2 separate regions of the Capra hircus genome follow, and region 1 is linked to region 2. Evidence: chromatin contacts called from public Hi-C data. All regions are on one chromosome and are shown on one strand. The core of a region is the stretch at or near the end of the contact, and the rest is flanking DNA. Distances in the headings are between cores, read along the strand shown.

Region 1 (5,273 bases), core at 2,350-4,849, 130 kb before region 2:
ATTAATTATTTTAATCGGAAGCTAATTACTTTACAATATTGTAGTGGGTTTTGCCATACATTGACATGAATCTGCCACGGGTGTACATGTGTTCCCCATCCTGAACCCCCCTCCCACCTCCCTTCCCATCCCATCCCTCAAGGTCATCCCAGTGCACCAGCCCTGAGCACCCTGTCTCATGCATCAAACCTGGACTGGCGATCTATTTCACATATGATAATATACATGTTTCAATGCTATTCTCTCAAATCATCCCACCCTCGCCTTCTCCCACAAAGTCCAAAAGTCTGTTCTTTACATCTGTGTCTCTTTTACTGTCTCACATATAGGGTCATCGTTACCATCTTTCTAAATTCCATATATATGTGTTAATATACTGTATTACTGTTTTTTTCTTTCTGGCTTACTTCACTCTGTATAATAGGCTCCAGTTTCCTCCACCTCAGTAGAACTAATTCAAATGCATTCTTTTTAATGGCTGAGTAATATTCCATTGTGTATATGTACCACAGCTGTCTTATCCATTCATCTCCCAATGGACATCTAGGTTCCTTCCATGTCCTGGCTATTGCAAACAGTTGCCTACACCAGGTTCTTGACCAACAGACGTCTTTATAACTACCTTTTCTCTTCTTGAACCCACTGTTTCCTGGTGAGCTCAGATTTCCCACACTTTTATTAACTGTTTAACCTGGCTCCAGCTTGTCTTCTGCCTGAAAAGGGCTTTTTCTCCACAAGTTAGCAAATGTACAAAGTATTTGCACAGAATATGAAGACTGCCCACAACAAAGAAAATACTGATCAACACTGTACTACTACTGTACTTGCGAGAGTTTTTGTTATTAACGCTGCGCAATGAAGGAAGCCTGAGTTTTTCCCCTCCTCTTTTTTTCTTGCTCTAGGACACAGGCAGGAACTAACTTCTGCCCCCAACATTGGAAGTACAGAGTCTTAACCACTGGATCACCAGGAAAGTCCTGTTAGAGATATTTAGATTGAAGCAACCAAAATTAACTCTGGATGACTTAAACTAAAAGCAGTAAATTAGAAGGGCATGTGGTAACTTATCAAGTCAAAAGAAATGTATCAGGCCCCAAGGAGGAAACAGAGCAGCTTTGAAGATCTCGGTAGCAGGAAATAACAACCAGATTCATGTGATCAACCCTTGGCCCAAGGAGAGGCATCTTGACTGACAGGCCCACTAAGAACCCAGTTAAGGGGGATGCTTCTGCTACTCAAAAAAAAAAAAGGAAAAGACACAGAAGAGTCCATATGTCCCTTAGAGCCTGTAAACCTAGTGTAAACTCCTCTAGGTCCTACGGTGTGCCATGTACCCTTGAGCAGAGTGAAGCATAATAGTCTTTGAAGAGTCTCCACAATAATTGGCGTGATCTCTGAGCGCTGGCGTTTTCCTCCCAGAACATTTTGACGAACAGTACGTGGTGATGCCATAAGGAAAACAGGAATTAAAAGGGCCATTATCCATATAGTTAAAGCCAGATCCTCATGACTTGTTGAAGCAAATCACTCTATTCCTTCATTCATCATGCCTTTGTTGAGTGATTGGGCTGTTTTGACATTTTCCTCTAGAAAAATCTGCCTTCAGTCCCCACACCTTCTCCCCCACCTCCAACACATGCGCAGTACGCACACGCATACACTTCTAGGCACTGTGTTTCTGATCATAATGGCAGCAGAAAGAGCTTCAACCTAGAAATCTGAATCTCTTCTTCCTCATTTGTAACAGCCTAATTTACATGGCTCAATCGAGGGGATGTATGCAAAGCTGCTTACATGCACAGAAAAATAAGATAGAATTTTATTGCTAAGAAAGTATTATTTCTGAACCATTTCCCCATTTCAGGGCTTTAACTCCCTCTTTCTTCACTCCTCCTTCTTCAATTTCAGAAGCCTGATGACCAGTGGTGGTTTAGGGGGAGGAGATGGTGGTTTGGTTTTTGTTTTTTTAAAAGATAGAACAAACAGCCAGTAACTCAAATCCCAAGAGGAAAAGGTACAGACTAAAAATAATTGAATATTTTAATATTACTGTTTAATATTAAGTAGCAAGTGATATGGGGGTCTATTCCCAGGAAGGCTCTGAAACATGTGGCTAGGTTTCCATAGCACCTCGGGGGACCTCCCTGGCGATCCAAAGGTTAAGACTTCACTCTTCCACTGCAGGTTAGGTCCCTGGAAGGAAATGGCAACCCACTCCAGTATTCTTGCCCAGATAATCCCAGGGACAGAGGAGCCTAGTGGGTTTCCGTCTACCGGGTAGCACAGAGTCAGACATGACTGATCCGACTTAGCAGCAGCAGTGGAACCTAAGATCCCACATGCTATGTGGTGGGGCAAAAAAGAAAAAAACAAAATTGACACTTTGGATCTAATCTAGTAAAACACACAGCAGCCGGCATGCCTGGTAACTGTGTCCACCTGTGTCCCAGACTGAGTGGGGTAGTCTATTGGCCTACCATCCACAGGAATACAGTCCATCAGCCGTTCTCCAGCGGCCTCCTCTCAGGCTGGTTTTGTTGCTTACACGATTCATCCTGCCCTTCTTCGCCTCACGGGAGGGAGGCACCACTCCTCTCCTCTGGCCACCACCCCCATGCAAGTCATCGTGGGTCCTCCTCAGCCATGCTCCAAGGCTTCTCCAGGTTCCTCCTTGGCTGCCAGTCAATTCCCCACCCCTGCTGGTAAGTTGCTCTGTGCAACTTCACTCGCACCTGTGGGTGAGCCATGGGAGGACACTGTGCCTACACACGCCACACCATTCTGCTCTTCTTCAGCTGCGCCATCTTAGCATGGGCGCTGGGACAGAAGGACTTCAAAGGCTTGCTGCCTTAAAGCTCACCTGGGAAATAAGAGGCAGGTCCTCTCTGCTCTGACATCCTTCCAGATGAATTTAAAATGTCTCTCCTTTCTCATCCTCCACCTCCACTACACGGCTCAGCGCAGAAGGCTCCTCTCAGACACTCAACAGCATCAAAGTCTCGGTCATGTTCTGTCTGAAACTTGGCTTCTAACATTAGACTTAGACTTTAATGCCTGTCTGATGGGAAGCTACTACCACACCATTGCACATGCTTTCCAGACAACAGTTAGAAAGGTAACTCAATGCTTAAGGCCTCCTTTTTTCTTTCAAAAGTTTGACTCTTCCAATAGGAAGCTTGATTTGCAATATAATAATAAATGCGGCTATGCATTTTTTTAATCACATGAAACTCAGTTTTTACACTTTCTAGGGCCAAAGCAGTAAATGCTAACAGTGGCCTATGGATCAACAAGAAAATTGCAGAAAAAGAAAGCATTGGTTATTATTTTGCAGTTCTATCTTGTCACACTAGTCTGTGTCACGTGAGGACTTGGAAGTATAAACAATGAAGGCATTTGGATATGGTTTTCGAAAGTCAAATAATAAGTTAAACTAAGTCAGCAGAAGTCTTGGGAACTGTATTTAGCTTCACTGAAAGTCAGAGCTTGAAAGACCTGAGAATTCATCTTTGTCTAACCCCCTCCCTGCACATATAAGGCTCTGAAGCTTTGGAAAGCGGAGAACAGATGGAATCAAATGAGTCACCCAAGGACATGGAAACAGACACTCTTTTTTTTATTTTTAGCTACAATCTATTCAGTGCTTGCTCCCTGGCAATCCCTCTGCTGTCACTACATAGTCATTGTCTCATTTACTCCTCTCAGCACTCCTGAGAATTGGTATGATTAAACTCATTTTACAAGGGAGTAGCTGGGGCTTACAGAGGTTAATTTATCTGCCCAATGTCACATAGCTACTGTATGAAGAGCCAGTTTGCAATGCCATGATGCTGGATGCCAAAACCAGGCTTCTTACCTGGACCTACTGTGTTTCAGATACCAAGCTGAGGGCTTGGTAAAAAAAGAAAAGAAAAAAAGGAAAAATAAGGTACCCTACGTGGCCCTGAGTCTCTGGATCTGCTAACAAAACAAGCTCCTGTGGTCTACTGTTGTGACCCGCAGCAATATTTCTATCAGGTCAGGAAGTTGGATTTCTCCTTGGAAATCTATTCAGTGTCAACTACTCATTCACGGGCAATGTCGTTATGAGCAAAGATCATAGGACTTGGGGTCTGAAGGCTCTGGTTCTAACCTCAACTCTGATACCTACTCATCAGTTATGAGTCCTGGGTGAGCCTCTTTTCTCTACCTGCAAAAGTATAAAATTTCCATCCGAGTTAATTCATAGAACTGTTGTGAATTTCAAAGAAGATCATAGACTTGAAAGCCCTCAGCACGAAGTGAAGAATTACTGTATTAATAAATACACATCTGAAGTCACATTGCATATTCTTCTAAAAGATTTCAAAACTCTTTATAAATATAGTCAGCTCATGAAAATTTTGGAAAGCACAATGTGGTTCATAGTGGGAAGGGAAGAAGGAGGAAGGAAATGAACCACAGATCAATTGAATAGCATTAACCATGTCCTGGCTCAGAAGTAGATTAGTGGTTCCATGGATATTCAACTTATTAGTAGGTTTCTTAATTACGTATGTGATACAGACATCCTTTCTTATGTATTAACTGTTGAATAATAAATGTTTGAATTTTTAACAAAGAAAGGAAGGTATTACTGACAAAAAAAATCTGTGGACCCTTTTCTGGAGATCTTTTATGTTTGGGGTTCTTTTATGGAGGGAGCTTAAGACCACACAGATTTGAAGGATGGAGAGGGAATAAAAGCAGGATCCCTAACCTACTGACCTCTCTAATTCAGACTCCATCAAGTTTCAGCCTTAGTACAATTGGGTGCCCACTTTGCCTGTTTGAATGGAAAGAGACCATTTCCTTTTCTAAGAAAAAAACTTTCATCTAGTCTAGAGAGATACCACAGTCGTCATAACTATAAATTTATTTGGAAGAACAACTGGGCTTTACACAGGCCATCTGGAGAAGACAAATGCTTCATGTAAGCATGTGGGAAATTTCACCGACAACATATGCAGCTAAATGAACTGTCTTCAGCATTGCCAAAAAAGAAAATTCCATTACACATGGGGAAGGTATCTCAATCATCACCTTAAAATAAATACACGTCCATCTTTTAATTTAACTAAAACATACCTAAAGTGTAGCTATGTTTCTTTTCAATGTACTGACAACCAAATATACAGCCTCTGCAGAGAGATGCCTTAGGTTCAACTCCACAGGGACAGCTCTGAAATCACCACATTCATTTGCTCATGTTTTTAAAAAATATACATCTTCCTACCACCTCTCCTGGTTTGTAC
Region 2 (5,383 bases), core at 2,284-4,783:
CTAGTTGTGATGAGTGAAGGCTACTCTTTATTGTGGTGCTCGGGCTTCTCATTGCAGTGGTTTCTCTTATTGTAGAGAACCGGCTTTAGGTGCACGGGCTTCAGTAGTTGCAGCACTCAAGTCAGTAGTTAAGGAACATGGGCTTAGGTGCTCCTTGCGTGTGAATCTTCCTGAACCAGGGATCGAAGCCACGTTCCCTGAACCGGCAAGCAGATTCATATCCACCATTTTTGTTTTTTAATTTTTATTTTATATTAGAGTTGATTTTATCTTTTTTATTTTTTAAATTTAAGAATATAAACACATTTATTAAGTGCCAGATAAAAATAACAATCACCTAAATAACTACTTAATTTCAATCAGTGTAAGAATACTCAATAGCAGCACCAGACATAAGAACTCAATTGTGACTCCATGGAATGTAGCCCGCTAGGCTCCTCTGTCTATGGGATTTCCAGGCAAGAAGACTGGAGTGGGTTGCCATTTCCTTCTCCAGGTGATTTTATATTTTATATTGATAGTTGATTAACAATGTTGTGTTAGTTTTAGGTGTACAGCAAAATGAATCAGTTATACATATACAAGTATCCTTTTTCAAATCTTTTCCCTTTTAAGTTAATACAGAATATTGAGCAGGGTTCCCTACGTTGTATAGTGGGCCATAATGGCTTTGATTTGCATTACCCTAATGACTAGTGAAGAGGAACTAAAAAGCCTCTTGGTGAAAGTGAAAGTGGAGAGTGAAAAAGTTGACTTAAAGCTCAACATTCAGAAAATGAAGATCATGGCATCTGGTTCCATCACTTCATGGGAAATAGACGGGGAAACAGTGGAAACAGTGTCAGACTTTATTTTGGGGGGCTCCAAAATCACTGCAGATGGTGACTGCAGTCATGAAATTAAAAGACACTTACTCCTTGGAAGAAAATTTATGACCAACCTAGATAGCATATTCAAAAGCAGAGACATTACTTTGCCAACAAAGGTCCATCTAGTCAAGGCTATGGTTTTTCCTGTGGTCATGTATGGATGTGAGAGTTGGACTGTGAAGAAGGCCGAGCGCCGAAGAATTGATGCTTTTGAACTGTGGTGTTGGAGAAGACTCTTGAGAGTCCCTTAGACTGCAAGGAGATCCAACCAGTCCATTCTGAAGGAGATCAGCCCTGGGATTTCTTTGGAAGGAATGATGCTAAAGCTGAAATTCCAGTACTTTGGCCACCTCATGCGAAGAGCTGACTCATCGGAAAAGACTTTGATGCTGGGACGGATTGGGGGCAGGAGGAGAAGGGGACGACCCAGGATAAGATGGCTGGATGGCATCACTGACTCGATGGATGTGAGTCTGAGTGAACTCTGGGAGTTGGTGATGGACAGGGAGGCCTGGCGTGCTGCAATTCACAACTGAGCAACTGAACTGGACTGAATGACTAGTGATGTTAAGTATTTTTTCGTGTACTTATTGAGTGCATGCTCAGTCATTAAGTCATGTCCGACTCTTTGCAACTCCATGGACTTAGCCCACCAGGCTCCTCTGTCCATGGAATTTTTCCAGGCAAGAATACTGAAGTGGGTTGCCTTTTCCTACTCCAAGGATTCCTGACCCAAGGATCAGACAAGGTCTCTTGCATCTCCTGCATTGGCAAGTAGATTCTTTAGCAGTAGCACCACCTGGGAAACCTGTGCATCTTCTTTACAGAAAAGTCTACTCAAGTCCTTTGCTAATTTTTTTTTCTGCTGTCATTGAATTATAGCTCTTTATATGTACTCTGGATATTAATTCCTTATCAGATACATGATTCATAAATACTTCTCCTATTCTGTATGTTGCCTTTTCACTCCCCTGATAGTGTTGTTTGATCAACAAAGTTTTTAATTTGATGAGTAAATAAAATTCGTCTTTTTTTTCCTTTGGTGTTACCTACAAAAAAATCATGGCCAAATCCACTGTCATGAAGATTCCCCCCATGTTTTCTTCTATGAATGCTAGTTTTAGGTCTTTCATTTAGGTATATAATTCATTTTGAGCTAATTATTGTATATGGCAAAAAGTAAGGGTTTAATTACATTCTTTTGCATTTATTGAAAAGCCTGTCCTTCCCCCAGTGAATTGTCTTGGCAACCATGTCAAAAATCATTCGCTCTTGTATGTGAGGGTTAGCTTTCATTCTCTTGGACAAACTTTTAAAAAGTTTTTAATCCTTTATATCATTATTACCTATAAAACACAACTTAAGTGAAAATCTTTTTGTATTAACAGTAACTTTGCTGAAATGACAGCAAGAAACTTAACTTTAGAGAAAAAACATAACTTTTAATGCTATACATGTCTTCAATATGTTAGTCAAATATGGCTGCTACACAACAAAACCCAGAAACAAGCAATATTAATTTAATTCAGTAGTCTGATATATAGCTAGCTTTCATTTAAAAACCATAGCTTTACATATCACGTGTGGAAAATTGTTAATTCATAATCTTCCTACTCCCCTTGAAGACGGCAAGTTAAAATTTTAAATAACCTCCTGCTCATTCTACTTCTGTAATTCAGCTTGCCCCTTGCAAAGTCTAGATCACGTAGGTCACGTAGTCTCAGAAAGTGGGGACTTACAATACTAGGAACTGGAGCTAATCTCACTCATCCTTGTCTGCTCTTCCCAATTATCCAGCCCCTGCAAACCTGCTTAATCACGCCTGTCTGTGGAAAGGTCAGGCATCCCCCTCCCCATCTTGACCACTGTACCCGGGTATGCAAAACCCCTTAGTTTAAACCAGCCTATTAGCAGCTAGTGATGCCCACTATAGTTTGTGTATAAAAACTCTGTAATCCCTTTGCTCGGGGCTCAGAGCTTGGAGTGTTAACTTCTCTGGGCCCGCCAGCGTAATAAACCTGAGTTCTCCACCTCTCTGACTGTGGTGCTTGGTTTCTTAATTACTGGTTTCTGCAGCACCCTTATCAAATGATCAGCATGTTTATAACTATCACTAACTTGTCAGAAGAAGGTTAAACAGTCTGCAGATTCTTTGAATTGAGTCCTCAATTTTCTAAAGCAAACATTCAAAGAAATCCATCCCTCTCCCTCACTCCACGACATGGAACACTGCTAGAGAGTTCTAGAAGAGACATTCTCTGACATTGTCCTTAGTATTCTAGAAGTTTCAAATAGTAAAGCACAGCATCTGACTCTGTGAAAACTCCAAACGTGGCATTTCCATTGTGATATTATGCCACTAGGCAATGCTTCTATTCTGTCAGCTGTTTTCATCTTCCATACTTTCGTTTGTATGCCTGGGCCCCTGAGTGCTACTAAGGCGCTATTCCTGGCCCTGGGCAGAGCAGTTGCCCAACACCCAGAAAGACGGACCTGAGCACGTCACAACCTCTTCGCCGCGGCCTTCCCACCAGAGGGCGCCCGAGCCTCGCCCGCCGGTCCGCGGCACGGCGGAGCGCGCCGTGGCCACTGCGCAGGCGTAGGCCCGCCTCCTGGCGCGACTCCGCCTCCTCACTCGGCCCCGCCCACGCCCCGCCCCCTGGGGCCGCGCGGCGGCGACGGAAGCATGGAGGGCGAGAGCACGTCGGCGGTGCTGTCTGGGTTTGTGCTCGGCGCGCTCGCCTTCCAGCACCTCAACACCGACTCGGACACGGTGAGCCGAGGGCGGGGGCGGGATCCGGCGTCGCTTCGGAAGGGGCCCCCCAACCCCGTGCGCTTGGGCGACCTCCGGGCCGACGCTGCTCGGGTCCCGCCCGTGGGCTTCCCGCCGCCGCCGACGCCCAGGCTCTCTGCCGTGGAGCTGCCTTCTCTCGCTCCCGGGAGGTCCTAGAGATTTCTTCTCCAGGTTCAGCTCCCCTCTAGCAACCAGTGTTTGCGTTTTCGTGCCCCGCACGCCCCCGTGTCTCTCGGCAGTCCCCCTTTTCTGGTCGAACTCGGCCGTGAAGGAATAGAAAGTTCACACAGCGTTCCCGCCGCGGCTCGGAACGTTGCGGGTTAACTTGCTCCTCGCTCCCGACCGTGGTTTTCCCAGACAACTCGGTGTTTCCCTTGCGGAGCCGCAGCTGGGCACCTTTGCTCAAATGGATGGCTTGTAAAGGAAAGATGGATGATGCCACCGGTGGCTATTTTGGCGTCAGTCTTAGTACGCGGAGAAGATGTATATCTTGACTTGTTTGCGTTGGTGTCAAATCTATTAAGCTATGGCCTCAGCTTTCGCTTATAAACATTTAAGTATAACCTCCAATATTAAATATTTAAATGCTGACTTCACACTTTGCCTAGGTTCAAAACCTCTAGATAAAGTTAAGTAGTGAAGTAGGTTTTTAAAATATAGCCTATTTTTAACTTTTATGTTTATGAAACTAACTGCTGCTAAGTCACTTCAGTCGTGTCCGACTCTGTGCCACCCCATGGACGGCAGCCCACCAGGCTCCCCCGTCCCTGGGATTCTTCAGGCAATAACACTGGAGTGGGTTGCCATTTCCTTCTCCAATTATGAAACTAAAAACCACTGTAAAACTTTGAGCCCGAGAAATAGTGTCATAAAGAGTAAGTGTTTTGTGTTAGCCGTTCAGTGGTGTCCGACTCTTTGCGACCCTATGGGCTGTATAGCCTGCCAGGCTCCTCTGTCCTTGGTATTCTCCAGGCAAGAATACTGGAGTGGGTTGCCATTCCTTTCTCCAGGGGATCTTCCTGACCCAGGAATCGAACGTAGGCCTCCTGCATGGCAGGCAGATTCTTGGCCGTCTGAGCCACCAGGGAGGTGCTTAGTAACTTGCTAATAGGGTTTAGAGAATATTGTACTGTTCGGAGCTTTGTGATTTCTGCTAAATTTTGTGCCTTTCATTTTGTAATAAAGGCTTGTCTCTTCCAAAATAGTTTTTTGGCGCAATCCTAATAATCACTTCATGGCAGATACATGGGGAAACAGCGGAAACAGTGTCAGACTTTACTTTTGTGGGCTCCAAAATCACTGCAGATGGTGACTGCAGCCATGAAATTAAAAGACGCTTACTCCTTGGAAGAAAAGTTATGACCAACCTAGACAGCATATTGAAAAGCAGAGACATTACTTTGCCAACAAAGGTCCGTCTAGTCAAGACTATGGTTTTTCCAGTGGTCATGTATGGATGTGAGAGTTGGACTGTGAAGAAAGCTGAGCACTGAAGAATTGAACTGTGGTGTTGGAGAAGACTCTTGAGAATCCCTTGGACTGCAAAGAGATCCAACTAGTCCATTCTAAAGAAGATCAGTCCTGGGTGTTCATTGGCAGGATTGATGCTGAAGCTGAAACTCCAGTACTTTGGCCACCTTATGTGAAGAGTTGACTCATTGGAAAAGACTCTGATGCTGGGAGGGATTGGGGGCAGGAGGAGAAGAGGACGACAGAGGAT

What was found. A called contact is a pair of places that touch in the nucleus more often than the background predicts.
Region 1: a contact with region 2 is called in a Hi-C map of liver, with 5 times the contacts expected there. The contact joins the enhancer-like site here to the promoter of FAM175A in region 2. A contact is called at or near these places in 4 of 5 Hi-C or Micro-C datasets (blood and liver).

The regions. Positions count from the first base shown.
Region 1 is chr6:98,836,622-98,841,894 of ARS1.2, reverse strand. No RefSeq gene overlaps it. Among named protein-coding and RNA genes, the nearest start is that of GPAT3, 93 kb to the right of the region's middle. Within about 2 kb of position 3,599, at least 2 of the 5 cell types and tissues checked have an H3K27ac peak or open chromatin away from gene starts, as enhancers often do.
Region 2 is chr6:98,708,119-98,713,501 of ARS1.2, reverse strand. FAM175A (BRCA1-A complex subunit Abraxas) reads left to right here and starts at 3,533. Exons shown (of 9, transcript XM_018049680.1): 1 at 3,533-3,642. The coding sequence starts at 3,556.